Regions from separate parts of the Sus scrofa genome. Here region 2 is linked to region 1. A link is a contact called in public Hi-C data. All regions are on one chromosome and are shown on one strand. The core of a region is the stretch at or near the end of the contact, and the rest is flanking DNA. Distances in the headings are between cores, read along the strand shown. Region 1 overlaps LOC106507598 (a long non-coding RNA gene). Region 2 holds the start of PHLDB3 (pleckstrin homology-like domain family B member 3).

The links. Hi-C and Micro-C count contacts between places; a contact is called where the count stands out from the background.
Region 2: a contact with region 1 is called in a Hi-C map of retroperitoneal adipose tissue, with 2.0 times the contacts expected there. The contact joins the promoter of PHLDB3 here to the enhancer-like site in region 1. A contact is called at or near these places in 2 of 5 promoter capture datasets (fetal liver and liver), 20 of 47 Hi-C or Micro-C datasets (blood, brain, embryonic fibroblasts and 11 more) and 1 of 2 datasets of contacts at active chromatin or transcription factors (skeletal muscle).

What each region holds. Positions count from the first base shown.
Region 1 is chr6:50,303,496-50,308,040 of Sscrofa11.1, forward strand. All of the region lies in intron 1 of LOC106507598 (a long non-coding RNA gene), which reads right to left. Among named protein-coding and RNA genes, the nearest start is that of BSP1, 27 kb to the left of the region's middle. Within about 2 kb of position 2,481, at least 9 of the 83 cell types and tissues checked have an H3K27ac peak or open chromatin away from gene starts, as enhancers often do. A contact at or near this core is called in retroperitoneal adipose tissue and subcutaneous adipose tissue, where this site is marked.
Region 2 is chr6:50,372,408-50,376,952 of Sscrofa11.1, forward strand. PHLDB3 (pleckstrin homology-like domain family B member 3) reads right to left here and starts at 2,434. Exons shown (of 17, transcript XM_005655930.3): 1 at 2,184-2,434; 2 at 1,342-1,712. The coding sequence starts at 1,575. ETHE1 (persulfide dioxygenase ETHE1, mitochondrial) reads right to left here. Exons shown (of 9, transcript XM_005655917.3): 7 at 4,330-4,419; 8 at 3,839-3,955; 9 at 3,429-3,625. The coding sequence ends at 3,573.

The sequences.
Region 1 (4,545 bases), core at 1,231-3,730:
ATTGGAAGCAATCCACATGTCTGTCAACAGCAAAGGGATACATAAATAGACTTGTCATTTCACACCCAGCGACCTTGGGCCCCCGAAACCTTCCTCTTCTCCTGGGAGGAGTGAGTGTCATTGTAAGGATGACACTGTGAACAGTTATAACATCAATAGCCAGTGATTAGAGGACGTGCCACACAGCAGGGGTGGAAGCACTTAACACCTCACAACAACACTATGAGATCTGTCGTTTTTTACTATGTTTACCATGTTACAGGTGAGGAAACTGAGGCACAGAACGTCTAAATAAGATGCCTTCACCTGAAACTAACACAATATTGTGAATCAACTATACTTCAATTTTTAAATTTTTTTAAATTTTTTTGTCTTTTTGTCATTTTAGGGCCACACCCGAGGCATATGGAGGTTCCCAGGCTAGGGGTCTAATGGGAGCTGTTGCTGCCAGCCTACGCCACAGCCACAGCAACGCCAGATCTGAGCCACATCTGCAAACTACACCACAGCTCATGGCAACACCAGATCCTTAACCCACCGAGCAAGGCCAGGGATCGAAACCGCAACCTCATGGTTCCTAGTTGGATTTGTTTCTGCTTCGCCAAGACGAGAACTCAATTTTTTTAGAGTAAAAATAAAATAAAATGGAATGCCAGATCTTTAACCCACTGAGCGAGGCCAAGAATTGAACCTGAATCCTCAAGGAGCCACAACGGGAACTCCATGAGTGTTCTTTCAATTAACTTGGGAAGTGCTTCTTCAATCCACTGGATAGCTTCCTAAGGAAAATTCTGGTGGACTGGCCAACCTATTGCTGTGAACCTATGATGGAGAAGAAAATGAAATTTTATTGCAATTTTGTCTGATCCATGTACATTCTTGAAAATGAGGAAAGGTGGCCTTTGAATGGTAGTGGTAGCCTAAATCACCACACTATCCTTCAGCTAGAACTGTCACAGGAATGGAAAGGCTGGGAATTCTCGCCACTCCGTCTGTGCTGGCCTTGGCAGAGGTGACCAGAGCTCTGTTCTATCTTATAGTCCTCTAGGGTATTCTTACAAAAACTGTGAGATTTGTGGTTCTGTCTTTATGTAATGTGTAAGTGAGCTCTATTTAATTGATTTAAAAGCACTTACAAATTAAAATCTAAATATTTAGAAAATTGGCCATAATGAATTTCAGGCTCATGTGATCTGGGAAATATTCAGTACTGAAGTTAGCTTTGATTAATTAGACATGCCTTTAGAGTCATCAAATGTTAAGTACAAAACTTCTGTTGTACCTAGGTTTATTAGAGATCAAATAAGACCTTTCATCTGTTGCAAACATTTGTCAGCAAGGGGAAAACTTGATATGATGAAGCTTTAGGTAAAGGCAAATGAGACAAAAGCCTTTAGATAAACTCTATAGGAATAATTGGGTTTGGGGAATGACTATCTAAAATGGTTTCTCCAATACAACATTGTAAAGCAACTATAATTTTAAAAATAATAAAATAAAATGTCAAAGAATGCTTACTAGGGCAGAGCAAGGATTTGAACCCCAGCAGTCTGGCTACACTTCTAAGTAGAAGACAAGGGGGAGTTCCCGTTGTAGCTCAGTGGTTAACGAATCCAACTAGGAACCATGAGGTTGTGGGTTCAATCCCTGACCTCACTCAGTGGGTTAAGGATCCAGCGTTGCCATGAGCTGTGGTGTAGGTCGCAGACACGGCTCGGATCCTGCACGGCTGTGGCTCTAGCGTAGGCCGGCAGCTGTAGCTCTGATTAGACCCCCAAGCCTGGGAACCTCTATATGCCAGGGTGTGGCCCTAAAAAGACAAAAAAAAAAAAAAAAAAAGCCAAGTAGGAGACAAGGAAAGCCAGGAGTGGGGTGTAGCCTGGGAAATGGGGAGCCCTCAAGCTGCAAGAGGCCAGCTGCCTCAAGGTCCTGTGTGGAAGTACTTTCTAATCCTTGGACTGTCCCTACACGTGGGCAGCCTTCCCAGGAGGTTGGTGGGTTGAAGGTGCCAGGGTGGGAGGCTGATAATGTCCTTCCAGCTCTAAGCTGGGCGATAGGACCTTTGTTCCTGGTCTGATGATCTGTACTGAAGCCCTTAGGGATGCAGCGATAGGCATGGGGAGAGCTAGGAGCATCTTCTGTGTTGCAAAAGCCCAACATGTAACCCAGGTTCTTTGCTCTGGGCCACAATATCTCTGAGTGGCCGGGATGTACATGTCTCTCCCTCTGCTCTGAGATCAAGGACGAAAAAACTTGAGTTCTGACTGGGAAAACACAATGAAATTAATTAACACTCCAAATGCACCATGAGGGACACTAGACCTTGCAAATGTGGGAGACTGGGCTTAGTCTTGCCAGATTAGCTGTAAAAGTATCACTGTTATTACAGGTTTGAGCTTCTCAAAGCCTCTGAGCCCTGAGGATAGGGAGGCTATTCCAGACTAGGAACCAGGAAAAACCCACACCCACAGTTACTGTAAGAATGACAACTACAGACAGACCAGCCCCTCTGCTGAAGAGGTGGGTGTGTGCCTGCATCCTTGCCTCAGGCCTGTGCCAGAGCAGCTGTCTCTAATCTGCTGGTGACAACCCAACCAGCTTCACTTTTTTTTTTTAACCCAAGGAAGTTCTAGAATTATCTGGGTCCAGTAATTTTTATAAGCAGCAAAAGTTCTGGGAAACTGGCTTGCAGAAACCACTAAAATTCCCTCCCTTGTGAAACAGAGATAATCATAGTTTGGCTGTTGTGACGATTCAGTGGCTTCTGCAGGGTATGCAGGATGGAATTCGGGTTTGTGAGGCTTACAAAGCTTAACACAAGCACAAGGACGAAAGATTTTCAAAGGAACTCAAAAGATCTTAGGACACATGAAAACCTCATCTGCACCTTTATTTACAAACCAAAGCTGGAGTTCCCGTTGCGGTACAGCAAAACGAATCCGACTAGGAACCATGAGGACACAGGTTAGATCCCTGGCCTTGCTCAGTAGGTTGGGGACCTGGCGTTGCTGTAAGCTGTGGTGTGGGTCGCAAACGAGGCTTGAATCCTAGCATTGCTGTGGCTGTGGCGGAGGCTGGCAGCTGCAGCTTCAGTTTGACCCCTAGCCTGGGAATCTTCATATGCCGAGGGTGCGGCCCTAAAAAGCAAAAAAAAAAAAAGTGTATATATATATATTTATATATAAATATATTTATATATATATAAAAATACAAACCAAGGCTTAGCTGAGCCAAAGGCAAGAATTCAGAATAGGTAAATCAATGTATAATTGATTGATAGGTAAATAGACAGACCTAAATTAATTCACTTAGATTGAAAACCTCAAATCAGATAATGCAGTGACTATGATCAAATAATACCGAGGCGTTTACTCCTCAGTCAGCAAATGCGAGGCCATCCTAGCTTCCTGCCAGCTTCCTCTAGACAGTCACACCCAAACAAGAAATGCAGACTCAACAGCTTCTCCCCCCTTCCCCAGTCACCCTCTACTACTCTGTTCCCCTCCCCCACACAAACCCTGAGCCTGAGAGTTTCCTTCAAAGAAGCAGGAAGCGGGCAGCTCCCTGGGGTCCTCTCCCTAATAGCCTCTGACCTCTCCTGCCGGGGAGCAGGGCCCAAAATCTTTGAGCTCATGGGAGCTATGGTAGATTGTACTGTTGGCCCCAATAGTACACCCCTCCCAGTAGCCACACTTTTCACCATGCAACTTCGTAGTTTTATGCCTCCCATGCGGGTGTGTGGCTTGCTTTGACCAACACAGTCAGATGGAAGTGACAGAGAGCCCATCTCCAGTCTATGTTTTTTGGGTTTTGTTTGTTTGTTTGTTTCTGTCTTTTTTAGGGCCGCACTTGAGGCATATGGAGGTTCCCAGGCTAGGGGTCAAATCGGAGCTATAGCTGCCGGCCTACACCACAGCCACAGCCTTAGCCACATCAGATCTGAGCTGTCTGTGACGGACACCACAGCTCAGGGCAACGCAGATCCTTAACCCACTGAGCGAGACCAGGGATCAAAGCTGCGTCCTCATGGATGCCAGTCAGATTTGTTTCCGCTGAGCCATGAGAGGAACTCCCAGCCTGTGATTTAATTGAAGGGCCTGGCACATTTCTACCTGTTCTTCAGCCTCCATGAGAACAAGCCCGGGCTAGCCTATTGGAAGATGACAGCCATGTGGAGCAAAACCGAGCCTCCCAGCCATCTCAGCCAAGACCAGGCTAGATCGGCCAACAAGCTGAATTGTGGGCAAGCAGAGCTGAGCCCAGGAAAACCATCCAGCCAAGCCCAGCCGAAGCTGCTCACCACAAATTCATGAGCTAAATAAATGCTACTGAGAGTTGGGGTAGTTTGTTACACAGCACTATTGCAGCAAACGCTCAATAATACAGGAAACCTGCAGCTCCCTGGGCAAATCTTTTTTTTTTTTGCTGTTGGTATTTTGGGTGTTTTAATTTTTTTTCTCTCCCCTCCAAGGCATATGGAGTCCCCCATCAGATCTGAGCTGAGACTGCGACCTACACAGCAGCTTTAGCAATGCCTGAACCTTA
Region 2 (4,545 bases), core at 1,184-3,683, 69 kb after region 1:
GTCACTAAGTGTGTTCCCCACCCCAACCCCCACCCTGAGGGTCTGAGTCGACGTAACTCAACCTCAAGCTCTTTTATTCAAGGCGCGGGGGGTGCAGGTCCGAGGACCACTCGGCCCCAGGAGGTGGCCCAGGCCCTCGCAGTCTGAGGAGGGGGTATAAGCCAACTCAAGGATAATGTTTCTTTTTCTTTCTTTTTTTTTTTTTTTTTTTTTTTTTTTTGTCTTTTTCTAGGGCCGCACCCATGGCATATGAAGGTTCCCAGGCTAGGGGTCTAATCGGAGCTGCAGCTGCTGGCCTACGCCAGGGCCACAGCAACGCGGGATCCGAGCCACTTCTGCGACCTACACCACAGCTCAAGGCAACGCTGGATCCTTAACCCACTGAGAGGCCAGGGATCAAACCCACAACCTCATGGTTCCTAGTCGGATTCGTTAACCACTGAGCCACGAAGGGAACTCCAAGGATAGTGTTTCGCTTTATCCAGGTCCCATTCTCTTCGTGTCAGGTCTTCGAAGGCTCTGCATCTCCCTTTCTCTCTCCCTGGTCTGAGTCTTTCCCCCTTTTCTCTGGGCTTCATCTTCCTGACTCAGTATCTGTCCTCTGTCTCTGAATCCCTATTTTTCTTTTATTATTATTATTATTTTAGTAGTTATTTCCCCAACACAATTTTTTTCTACCGTACAGCATGGTGACCCAGTTACACATACATGTACACATTCTATTTTCCCACATTATCTTGCTCCATGGTAAGTGACTAGACGTAGTTCCCAGTGCTACACAGCAGGATCTCATTGCTAATCCATTCCAAAGGCAATCGTTTGTATCTAATAACCCCAAGCTCCCCAACCACCCCACTCCCTCCCCCTCCCCTCGGCAACCATAAATCTATTCTCCAAGTCCATGATTTTCTTTTCTGTGGAAAGGTTCATTTGTGCCTTAAATTAGATTCCAGATATAGGTGATATCATATGGTATCTGTCTTTCTCTTTCTGACTTACTTCACTCAGTATGAGAGTCTCTAGTTCCATCCATGTTGCTGCAAATGATTTAGTTCTTTTTTGAATCGCTATTTTTCTTTCTCCCTCCGCTCTCTCAAGATTTCATTGTCTCTATTTCTGTTTCTCTGAGCATCTTTGTTTCTGGGTTTCCGTTTGTGTCTCTATCCCCATCTCTCTGAGTCTCTGTTTCTGGTCTTTCAATGTTTCTGACTCTTTTGGGTCTTTGTCTTTCAGTCTCCCTGTCTCCGGATCTGTCTGGTCTTTCTGTACCTGTCTCTCTGTCACTCGCTTGGGTCTGTCTCTCTGGGTCCCCCCGCGGCTCTCGCCCCCCTGGGCCCTCACCGCATCGCGACTGCTCTCCGTGCTGCTGCCTTCTCCCACTTCTTCCTCTTCCTCCGTCTGCTGCTCAGCTCCTTGGCCGCTCGGAAGCTCTACTGTGGCCTCGGGCCCCTCCTGATCCCCGGAGTCCTTGGGGTGCTCCCGGAGCTGGGCGGCTACTTGTGACTGGACCTCCACGTTGCACTCCGGGACAGCAGGCGGCGGGGTCCCCTCGTCTGGGCTACTCCGGGTCCCCATGGCTGCTGCGGGACCAGCCGGGTGGGCGGGGCCTGGAGTTCCGGGGGCGCGGCCGGGTAGCGTGAGGGCGTGGTCCAAGAGGCCGGAACGCCCCGCCAGAGAGCCGAGGCGCCGGGAGAGCGTTCCAGAGGTGCGGCCTGAGTTCAAAGGATGGGACTGAGCATTCCGAAGGCGTGACCTGGAGTTTCTAGGGGCGGGGTTCGATGGCTCCCAGGGCGTCACGCCCCTGGAGGCGGGACCGGAATTTGAGTCCCAGGTCCTAGTTCGCCCCCTACCGGTCCCGCCCTGCTATCCAGGTGTCGAGCCTCGCACTCTCCCTGCAGCCCCCTTGCAACCCCTGGACCACTTTAGAGCGACCCGGTCACCTTCTTCTTCGTGGACCCAGGAGTCCGGGCTCCCGCTCCGTCCTCTCTGGAGCGGCAGTAATCTCAGCTCCGACCCCACCATGTAAGGCAGAGGCGCCCCTGCCACCTCGCCCAGGATCCAGGAGTCGGAACTTCTGTTCTCGCTCTCTCTGGACAAACCAGGAGTCCGAGTCCTAGGCTCCTTCCGGAGCGAGATCCCAGAACTCCAGACCCCTCCGGCCCCCGCAGCCCCGGCCCCCTCACCGGCTCAAGTTTCGGTGCGCTCCGCTCTGCGTTCTGGCGCTGCGGTGTCGGCCCACTAGACAGGTGGCTGGGGAAGAGGGAGGAGAGAGAGGCTGCTCTATCCCCCTCCCCACCATCCCGGAAGTGGAGGGGGGGAACAACAGGTCCAACAGCTCTCAAGGGAGGAGGGAGCGACCAGCGTGCCCCGCCCGCAGCCGCGGCATCCGGCCATCCCGGCCCCACCGGCCCCACCTTCAGCAAACCCAGCACGACGACCCCCCCAATTCTGCCCCCAGCGCCCCCATTCCTGCCCCCTGGAGGGCCAGGCGCCTAGATCACCTGTGCATAAGCACCTCCCAGGACTCCCTGGGAATACTGAAAGGAAGAGGGGAATGGAGATAGGGGCCTCTCCCCTCTAATGAGCCCTTTAGAAGGGACCCGACCGGTTTGGGGAGCTGGGCGAGGGGAGGGGGTGCCCTGAGCTGAGTCAGAAACTCTCCCAAAGACAGGGAGAGGTGTGCCCCCCCCAGTTTGCTACGGGTGGAGAGCAGAGGTTAAAGGTCTCAGCCAGACCCTTTCCTCTCTGGGCAAAAACAGGAAGATAACTGGTCTGTGAGAAAGGATTATTGGCTATCACGAGCCATGTGTATAAAGGATAAACATTTCACGGACATTAATGTTTCATCCTCACAGCAGCCTAGAGAGAAACAGATGACTCTCTCCATTTTAGAGTTAGGAAACTGAGGCTGAGGGGGGCAAGTGAACCCAAAGTCTACACGTGTTGTTAATGTTAACATCGTATTTGTTCTCTGGAAAGTCCATGGTCTTGACCACTAGGCATATTGACACTCAAGCCTGGAAGTGCCTGGGAGATTCTCAAAGACAGTAAGAAACCCTGATGGGCAGTCTGCCGGGCAGTGTGCCAAGCACTTCATACATACGGGCTCATTGGATCCTCACAACACCCTGTTATTACTGCTATTCTTTCCATCGTACACATGAGGAAACTGAGGCTATGAGAAGCGAAGTACCTTATCCTGAGTCTCACAGAGTGAAGTGGTTTGAACTCAAGACGATGTTCTAATCAAAGGAGCTGAGAAACGCTGCCCCTGGTATCTGCCTGCTTCTATCTTGTGAATTAGAAAAATCTCCTTCTTCCAGTCCTGGGACCCTGCCCTCTGCCCTGGCCACTTCAGGGACCAGAACTAGCCACAGGCACTTCAGCCAGAAACCCAATTGCTTCGCCCAGAAAACAGAAGTCAGAGGGAGAAAAAAAAATTTTTTTTTTTTATTTAAGAAGTTTGAGGGGCTGGTGAGGGAGGGGAAGAGAAGAGAGGTTCCAGTGACGGCAGCTCTCCTCTCACCCCACCTAGAGCATTCTTAACGGATACGGGCACCTGAGAACCAGAGTCAGGAAGGGGGGGTCTGGACCCCACAGCGCATGTTAGCTGGCACAGCAAAGTCTGAAAGGAAGAAACCAGAGTGAAACCAAGGAACCCAGACAGACCCTCCCAATCCCCCCTCCACCCCACTGGGACCCCAGAAATCCTAAGAGCCCTTCTTCTGTGGGAAACTAGAGTTCTGGCCCTGAGGCCCCTCATTCCCTCAGACCCAGAAGTCCAGTTCCCAGCCCCCTCCTCCCTCAGACCCAGAAATCCAGACCCCCAACGGCTCACCTATCTGCTGAGGTTTGGGCAATTTCAGATTGTCCATGACCTTGACAAACTCCTCACAGCTGAGGGTAAGCCGAGGGTTCAGAGTTCGCTCCTCCTCCACAGTGGACACTGTGAGCCCTAGTGGCCAAGGGAGGGGGAGGAATGTTGTCCAGTCAGTCCAGTGCCTTGGGCCTCCCAGAACTACATTTCCCAGGAGGCCCTCTGTGGACTAACAGGTTGCTTTCCCTCCCCAATGGGCCCTATGGGAAGTGTAGTTTCCCACAGTTCCCTCAGTTCTGCAAGGAAGTTCCTGGAAAGTCTATGTCTTGTGGAATTCCAGGCATCAAATTTTCCACATCCACACTCAGTACACTACTAAGTACTTGATTTTTTTGGCCAGAGGACTTTCTGGGAATTGTAGTCTCCAAGCCACATGAGGATTACGGCAGTTTGGTGCTTCCTCTCAAATAGCAAATTATGTAAATCCCACACCTCCCCCAGGAAGCCCTCACCATTGTAATCATGAGCAGGGTAGATCAGACAGTCTCCTGGAAGTGTGAAGATCCTTTCATGAACCGAGTGGTACAAGGTCTTAGCACAGCCTGGGGAGGGAAAACTCAAGAGGTCAATGGAGCAAAAGAACAAGAGAAACTTCCAAATCCCTTCCCTTTAAGAAAAGAATGGAAGGATAAAAAAAAATCACTGTAGCTAAACCCTCCCACTCATTT